Regions from separate parts of the Sus scrofa genome. Here region 2 is linked to region 1. Evidence: chromatin contacts called from public promoter capture Hi-C data. All regions are on one chromosome and are shown on one strand. Each heading gives the region's core, a stretch centred on a gene start, on an enhancer-like site or on the middle of the called end of the contact. The rest is flanking DNA. Distances are from core to core; before and after follow the strand shown. Region 1 holds the start of SYS1 (protein SYS1 homolog). Region 2 holds the start of SLC35C2 (solute carrier family 35, member C2).

Region 1 (3,447 bases), core at 597-3,096:
GGCTTGGTTCCCGCTTTGCTGTGGCTCTGGCGTAAGCCAGTGGCTATAGCTCCGATTAGACCCCTAGCCTGGGAACCTCCATGTGCGTCAGGAGCGGCCCTAGAAAAGGCAAAAAGATAAAAAGACAAAAAAAAAAAAAAAAAAAAAAAAAAAAAAGTAGGGAATATCTACCTTCCCGGATTGTGAGAAATAAATAAGATCATGTAGATACTTAACAAACATGATATTTTCGCAGAAACATTAAATCATCTGAGTCATCCATGAACCAGAGAGATTTGCTGAGCTCAACTGAGGGGCCTAAAAGAACAGTTGAGCTGGAAAGCACCTCATGTCTTTGGGCTTTAATGACTTGCAAACTGGAGTCCAAGGGAACTGTTTACAACATTTCCAAATAATAAGCGAAATCACATCCTCTTTTTTTTTTTTTTTTAAGGGCCGCACCTGCGGCATATGGAAGTTCCCAGGCTGGGAGTCAAACTGGACCTGTAGCTGCTGGCCTACACCACAGCCACAGCAACGCCAGATCAGAGCCATGTCTGTGACCTACGCCTCAGCTTGTGGCAATGCCCCTGGCTCCTTAACCCATTCAGCAAGGCCAAGGACCAAGCTTGTGTCCTCATGGCTAGTAGTCGGATTTGTCACTGCTGAGCCATGATGGGAATCCTGACTTACTCTTGATAGAGTATCAAGGTTCTTTACTTTTGTCTGAAATTGTATCAGCTCAAGGTGCTATCATGCTTATCACATGCTGTTCAGAAATTCTGATGTGCAAGTGACATGGGTCTTTGATAAAGTTGTTTTAACTGGGAAGTAATTAAAGGAGAGTAGATTAAATGATGTAAAACATTAATCTTGTCTAACTTTACGTTTCAGAAACAGGGAAGCTGAGGTTTAAAGAAGGAAGTGTACTAGTCACACAACTAGTACAGCAGGCTCTAAAACCTGGATTTTTTTTTTTCCTGGAACCAGTTACTTCCCTTCTTTCCATTCCGGAAAAGGAAAACCTAGGATCAATGAAATTGAGGGGTTTTGGTCCGCTGAGGCAGGAATGAAATGATTCATCAATTTGCTGTTGCCCTTTCTCTATTCTTGACTCATTCAGCAAATATTTACTGACTGTCCACACTATTTAGACTCAGAAGAGAAGTCATGGTGAGCAAGACATGCTCACAGTCAGGGTGGCAGGCAGAATGTGGATATGCTTCTAGGTATGAATTCAGAACCTCTGCTTCCTCCCCCTTAATAAATACATATGGATATATAAATATAAATGGATACATTATAAAACACCCAGTACTTTGCCTTCTAACACAGTGAGTTTGTCTGAGAGCAGAGCTGTTTCATTTGAAAGTGTCCAAATCTTCCTAACCACTCTATAGGCCCGAAATCAATGCTGTGGTGTTGGGCACAGCTGAATTCTAATTTTGATTGCCACTGTCTTTGAGACAGTATGTTGCTTTCCTTCTCTGACCCTTAGTTTTATCTAAGGAAACAGGGGCGAAATCATGTGTGGAATTGCTGGCAGGTTCATTTTAAGTCACCCCGGACTTTAGGCGAAAGAAAACGCTGGGAATCTAGGTTGAAAACAGAGTCGACGTAATCAATCCCTTAATTCCCAGACTTTCCCTCGCCCACGGCCACCCCTCTATCTTCCACCCCAGCTACCCTACTTTCCCCAAGATCCCCCTCTAGAGGGCACGCAAGCTCCACCGCGCTCACGCCTCACTTCCGTTCGCCTTCATTCTTTATTGTGCGCATGTGCATACTTCGGTTCGGGGCCGCCCTAAAACCCGCCCCCACCCCTGCTTTAGGGGGCTCCGCCGAAGACTGCACCCCTACGCCTGCGCAATCTCAGCCCCGCCCCCTACGCTGTTCCCGGAAACGCTTCCTTCCTACGTATCCGCTGCTGCCTCGGCCGCCGCTGGAGCTTTGCCTCTCTAGGCCTGTAGGGACTCTTCTCCATGGTTCTGCCTGTCAGCACTGCTTCGGGGGCCAGCCGGTGAGACTGGGCCGCACTCGGACGCTTTGATTCTCGAGTCCGACACTGGTGAGTGAACTTCAGAGAAGCTCGAGGACGGGCGGGGCTCGAGCAGCCGTAACGGGCAGGACTTCCCCTCAGTTCGGTAATGGGTCTGTCCGTCCTGCCCTCCCCCCCATTCCGGGAATGGGCTCGCCCCCTCCGTCCCAGCCCCTCCTCCTGGGCGGGGCGATGTTGCCATGGTGACGGCCGGCTGGCTGAGGCCCGGCGTGTGTGTGTCCTCGCAGGTGCCGGGGCTGCCCGGGGCCCATGGCGCGGCGGCGGCGGCGCTGACCCAGGCCCGGGCGGCAGCAGTGCCCCGCGAGCCGGCATGGCGGGCCAGTTCCGCAGCTACGTGTGGGACCCGTTGCTGATCCTGTCACAGATCGTCCTCATGCAGACTGTCTATTACGGCTCGCTAGGCCTGTGGCTGGCGCTGGTGGACGGGCTGGTGCGCAGCAGCCCCTCGCTGGACCAGATGTTCGACGCCGAGGTAGGGTCCCTGGGCCGACGCGGGCGGGGTCTCGGCTTCACGAGGTGGTCTGTCACTAATGGCTGTAGACCTCACTGGGCTACCTTCTCACTTTGTGGCTCTGGGAAAGGGATATCACTTTCCGAACCTCGGCTGCCCCATCCGTAAAATGGAATGACTCATAACGGGAAGGCAGACTGGTACAAAGGAAAGGCCCTGGGTGTTAGAATAAACAGACCTGCGTTCCAGGCAGTCTGATACATCTCCTTGCTGACACTGAGAAAGTGACTTCACTTCTCTGAGCCCTAGATTTCCAGGTATCAAACTGGGGAGGGAGGAATGGATAAAAGATCATTCACGGAGGTAGAGTGGGAACTACCTGGGCTTTGGAGTCAGGACTCTGTTTAACTCCCATGTATTAGCCATGTGACCTTGGGAAAGTATCCTCACCTCTCTGAACTTCAGTTTTCCTGTCTGCAAAATCATAAAATCAGTATCAGAAAGGTGGCAGACTGCAGAGAGCCTGTACTTTGGATTCAGAAAAGCTTAGGGTCCAGTCTAGACCCCAGCATTCTAACTGTGGGACTTGGGCAAGTTATTTCACCTTTCTAAACTTATTTCCTCTTTGGACTACAGTAATCCTCAACAAAATGTTTTGAGGCCCAGAGGGTGCTTTAGGGAGTTCCCGTTGTGGGTTACGAACCCAGCTAGTATCTACGAGGATGCAGGTTTGATCCCTGGCCTTGCTCAGTGGACTAAGGATCCGGCATTGCCGTGAGCTGTGGTGTAGGTTACAGATGTGGCTGGGATCCTGTGTTGCTGTTGCTGTAGCTGTGGTGCAGGCCGGCAGCTGCAGCTCCCATTCTACCCCTAGCCTGGGAATTTCCATATGCTGCAAGTGCAGCACTAAAAACCAAAAAGAAAAAAAAGTGGTTTATAAAATATAAGCTGAAATAAA
Region 2 (3,447 bases), core at 472-2,971, 840 kb after region 1:
CACCCTCTGTCCAAATCTTCCCACTTCAGCCAGCAGCACCAACATCTGGTTGCTCCGGCCAGGATTTTTTTGGGGGTGTGTGTGTGGGGGGGATACATCCTTGGCATGTGGAAGTTCCTGGGCCAGGGATCAAAGATGAGCCACAGCAGTGACAACATGAGATCCTTAATTGCTAGGCCACCAGGGAACTCCCAGAAATCTTGTCCTCATCCTTGACTCCTCTCTTTTCCTTGGCCCACATTCAATCAGCAAATACTGCCTGCTCTATCTTAAAAAAAAAAAAAAAAAAAAAAAATCCCATACAGGGTCCCATCTCCTGACCGCCACCACTAGGCTCTGAATCACCATGGTCCCCCCCCCACCCCAAACACACACACACAACGCACTGGTCTCCTCTGTGGTTCTCTCTGCTGCCTGCACCTCCACATCAGACTCCTGCTCACACAGCTAGAGTGGAGCACATGGGCACCAAATCCACATCTAAGAGAACTCCAGGCCCGTGCACCTTCCTCTCTACAAACATTTCTCAGCTTTGGAATGACTGACACTTGGGGCCAGATCATCTTCTTTGGGGAGATGGCCTGTCCTGTGCATTGGAGGATGTTCCACTGCATCCCCAGGTCTCTCCACCCTTGATGCCTGGAGCATCCCTTCCGCCTCATCCCAAGTTGTGACAACCAACAATGTCTGCTAAATTTCACCTGGGGGACAAATCTGCTCCCTATTAAGTCTGACTGCTGACATCCCATGGGCAACCCCAGGGCATGCCGGCGCTAAGACTGCTGTCCCCTTCCAAGCTCCCAAGCTGGGGCAGTCTGCATCCTCCTGGGAATCGCCTTCTGGCGCCTTCTTGCTTTTGGTGCGGTTCCTGCTCCATCACTGCCATGCTGTCCCTCCACTGTTCAAATCCTACCCTTCCTTCCAGGAACCAGTCCAGGTCCCCTCACTGCAGGGAGTCCCCATGACGACGGGAGCCCCCAAGGAGCACCTTCTCAAAGTTAACAAGCCTTCTAATTGGTATCCCTACTTCCTCTTCGCCCTCTATGGTCTGGAGTTCACAGTTCAGCGGGAGGGATGGCTTCAGCACAGAAAACAGACCAGGCCCTCACTGGCCCAAGAGGAAGGCCTCCTACCCTCTGGCCTCTGCCCACATCTGCAACCTCATTCTTCCCTCCCCTCCTTTCTGCCACGCTGGCCCCTGGTCCAACACAAGCCTGTGTGCTTCCTTGCATGTGCTGTTCCCTCTGCCCAGTACACTCTTCCACCGACCTTTGCTTGGCTGAACCTCCAGGGGTGTGGGTAGGGGACCCTCCTAATCCTCGTGGCACCTCCCACTGCCTGACGTTTCCTCATTTGCCTACGTGATTACTGTTCATCTCCAACTCCCACCCCACGGCGGGATGCGGCCTCTCCAAGGGCAGGGCTGGCTCGGCGTGATGCCTGCCTGGGTCACGTCTCGGGTGCTCGGGAAATGCCGGGGGGTGGAGGGAGAGCGGAGCGCGCGCGGAGCCTCGGGCTCCTCCAAGACGGGGACACCGAGGCCCGGGAGGGGCAGGTCCCCGGTGGGCCCCAAGCTGTGGCACGCGTTGCCAGACTGGGACCCCGCTCCCAGTCCTGCCCGGGTCCCCCCTCCCACCGACCCCGGGAGCGCGCCGAAGGCCCGCCGCGCGCCCACTCACCTCGTAGCGGGCGCTTGGGATTCCTCCTCCCGGAAGTGCGAGGCCGAGCGCCGCCACCCGCCCGGGGAACTTCTGCCGGAAGCCGCCGAGGGCGGGGCGGGGCGGGGATGGGGGCGGGGCGGGGGCGGGGCCGAGGGCGCTCTGCGGAGACCCCGTGCAGCGCGCCCTCGCTCTGCTTCACGGGTTGCTCCCGGCGCCCCGCGCCGAGCAGGGTCTTGGGCTGTGGTTGTTTGTCTCCTGGGTTCCACCGGGGTCTCGGCCTGGAGCCCCGGTGCCTCCTGCAGACCCCTGCGCACCTCTGGCAGCCAGAAAACCGTCAGCTGCTTACAAATTAAGTATTTACTTTCTCCAAGCTAGTGCTGGGCAACCATGGAAACACTAAGCTCTCTCCTGGGCTTTTTCTTCTGGGAGCTCAAGCCAGCTGGGGAGTGATGTTAGGGGCTTTAAATATTAGGACTTAGAAGATCCATGAGAGGTAATAAATAATAAACATTAAACATTTTCTGAATGCCTGAACCTTTAAAGAATGATCTCAATTTCAGTGAGTCGGAGAGCATCCCAGACTGAGGAAATAAGGAGGCCAGAAGAAGACTGGAGCCTGGCTTGGAGCCCACTTGTTTATAAAAAAAACCATGGTTGGAAAAGTAACCAAGGGGCAGGTTGCAATGAGCCCAAAAATGCCAGTAGGGAGTTGGGATCCTCCTCATCTTGCAGGATGGATTAAAAGGCCGAGAGCATATGGAGAGAGGGAAACATTTGGAGGCTAGGGCAGGCTAGGGTTGCAGATTGAGGCCCAGTTTGGGACTTTTTGCCTCCTAGATCTGTAGCTCTAAGGCTGGCTGCAAACAGGAGTCCTTGCAATGGACTCAGCTGGGCTCCCTGGCCTCGCTGAACAGAAGGATGGAGGCCAGAGTGTCAAAGCAGTTCATTATGCAAGCCGCTGCTGCCCAGCCCCACCAGCTGGCATCACGCAGGCATTCGCTCATTCAGCACTTACCATCACCTACAATGGCACCCAGGCTCTGGGCTTTATTCAGCCCCCAAGGCTGCATGCACTTGCTGTGCCTTTTGAAAGTGCTGATTCTCAGCCTCTTCTCCCTCAGAGGCAGGATGCAGTATCTACATCACCGTCCTCATTCTAGCCTCCCAGCTACCAAGGCTGAGGTTTGGAGCTACGGCGTAAAACACCAGCTGGTAGGCTGGGCACCAAGCATCGGCAACACACAGGGTGAAGAACTTGCCTTTTCTGTAAGGCATGAGGACTGGAGCTGTTCCTGGCTGTGTCCCTGGCAGGAAGAAGAGGGAGGACATGTCCACGCGGGTGTAGAGTATGCCTTTTCCTGCTGTACCCGGCAGGCTTGAGCAGAAAGCACTTTGTCTTGGTGTGACAGTCTGTGGCATCATTAACCAGCAGGGGTGTGTGTGTGTACCCGCGTGCACGCAGGCATGAGCTTGGTGGGGGCAGAGTCCTTGAAGAGGAGGAAGGGACTCTTGGAAGGGACTCTTGACGGCTCCAGTTGGAGCTCGCTAACATCTCCCAGACACACTGCAATGAAGCCTTGTCAAGGTGAAAGCTCCCTTGGGCAGGGAGCAAGTACAGAGAAAGAGCTGTTAATAGGAACGAGTTTGTACATGAAAGAGTATTTATTGAAAACATGGTTACTGACAGGAAGCTCCCAGCCACTCAGGTTACAATCTTAGCCCACAACTGGAAGTGTTACCTTTTTGTTTTTTGGCCTCCCATTTTATTTTCCCTCCAACATTCCAT

What was found. Promoter capture Hi-C pulls out the DNA fragments that hold promoters and counts their contacts.
Region 2: a promoter capture Hi-C map of liver shows a contact between it and region 1, with 4 times the contacts expected there. The contact joins the promoter of SLC35C2 here to the promoter of SYS1 in region 1. A contact is called at or near these places in 1 of 5 promoter capture datasets (liver) and 1 of 2 datasets of contacts at active chromatin or transcription factors (alveolar macrophages).

What each region holds. Positions count from the first base shown.
Region 1 is chr17:47,684,338-47,687,784 of Sscrofa11.1, forward strand. SYS1 (protein SYS1 homolog) reads left to right here and starts at 1,847. Exons shown (of 4, transcript XM_005672967.3): 1 at 1,847-2,047; 2 at 2,266-2,510. The coding sequence starts at 2,349. It overlaps DBNDD2 (dysbindin (dystrobrevin binding protein 1) domain containing 2), which reads left to right and starts at 1,883. Exons shown (of 6, transcript NM_001243672.1): 1 at 1,883-2,047; 2 at 2,266-2,510.
Region 2 is chr17:48,523,391-48,526,837 of Sscrofa11.1, forward strand. It overlaps SLC35C2 (solute carrier family 35, member C2), which reads right to left and starts at 1,722. Exons shown (of 10, transcript NM_001185159.1): 1 at 1,680-1,722. It overlaps ELMO2 (engulfment and cell motility protein 2), which reads right to left. Exons shown (of 21, transcript XM_021078300.1): 21 at 3,309-3,447.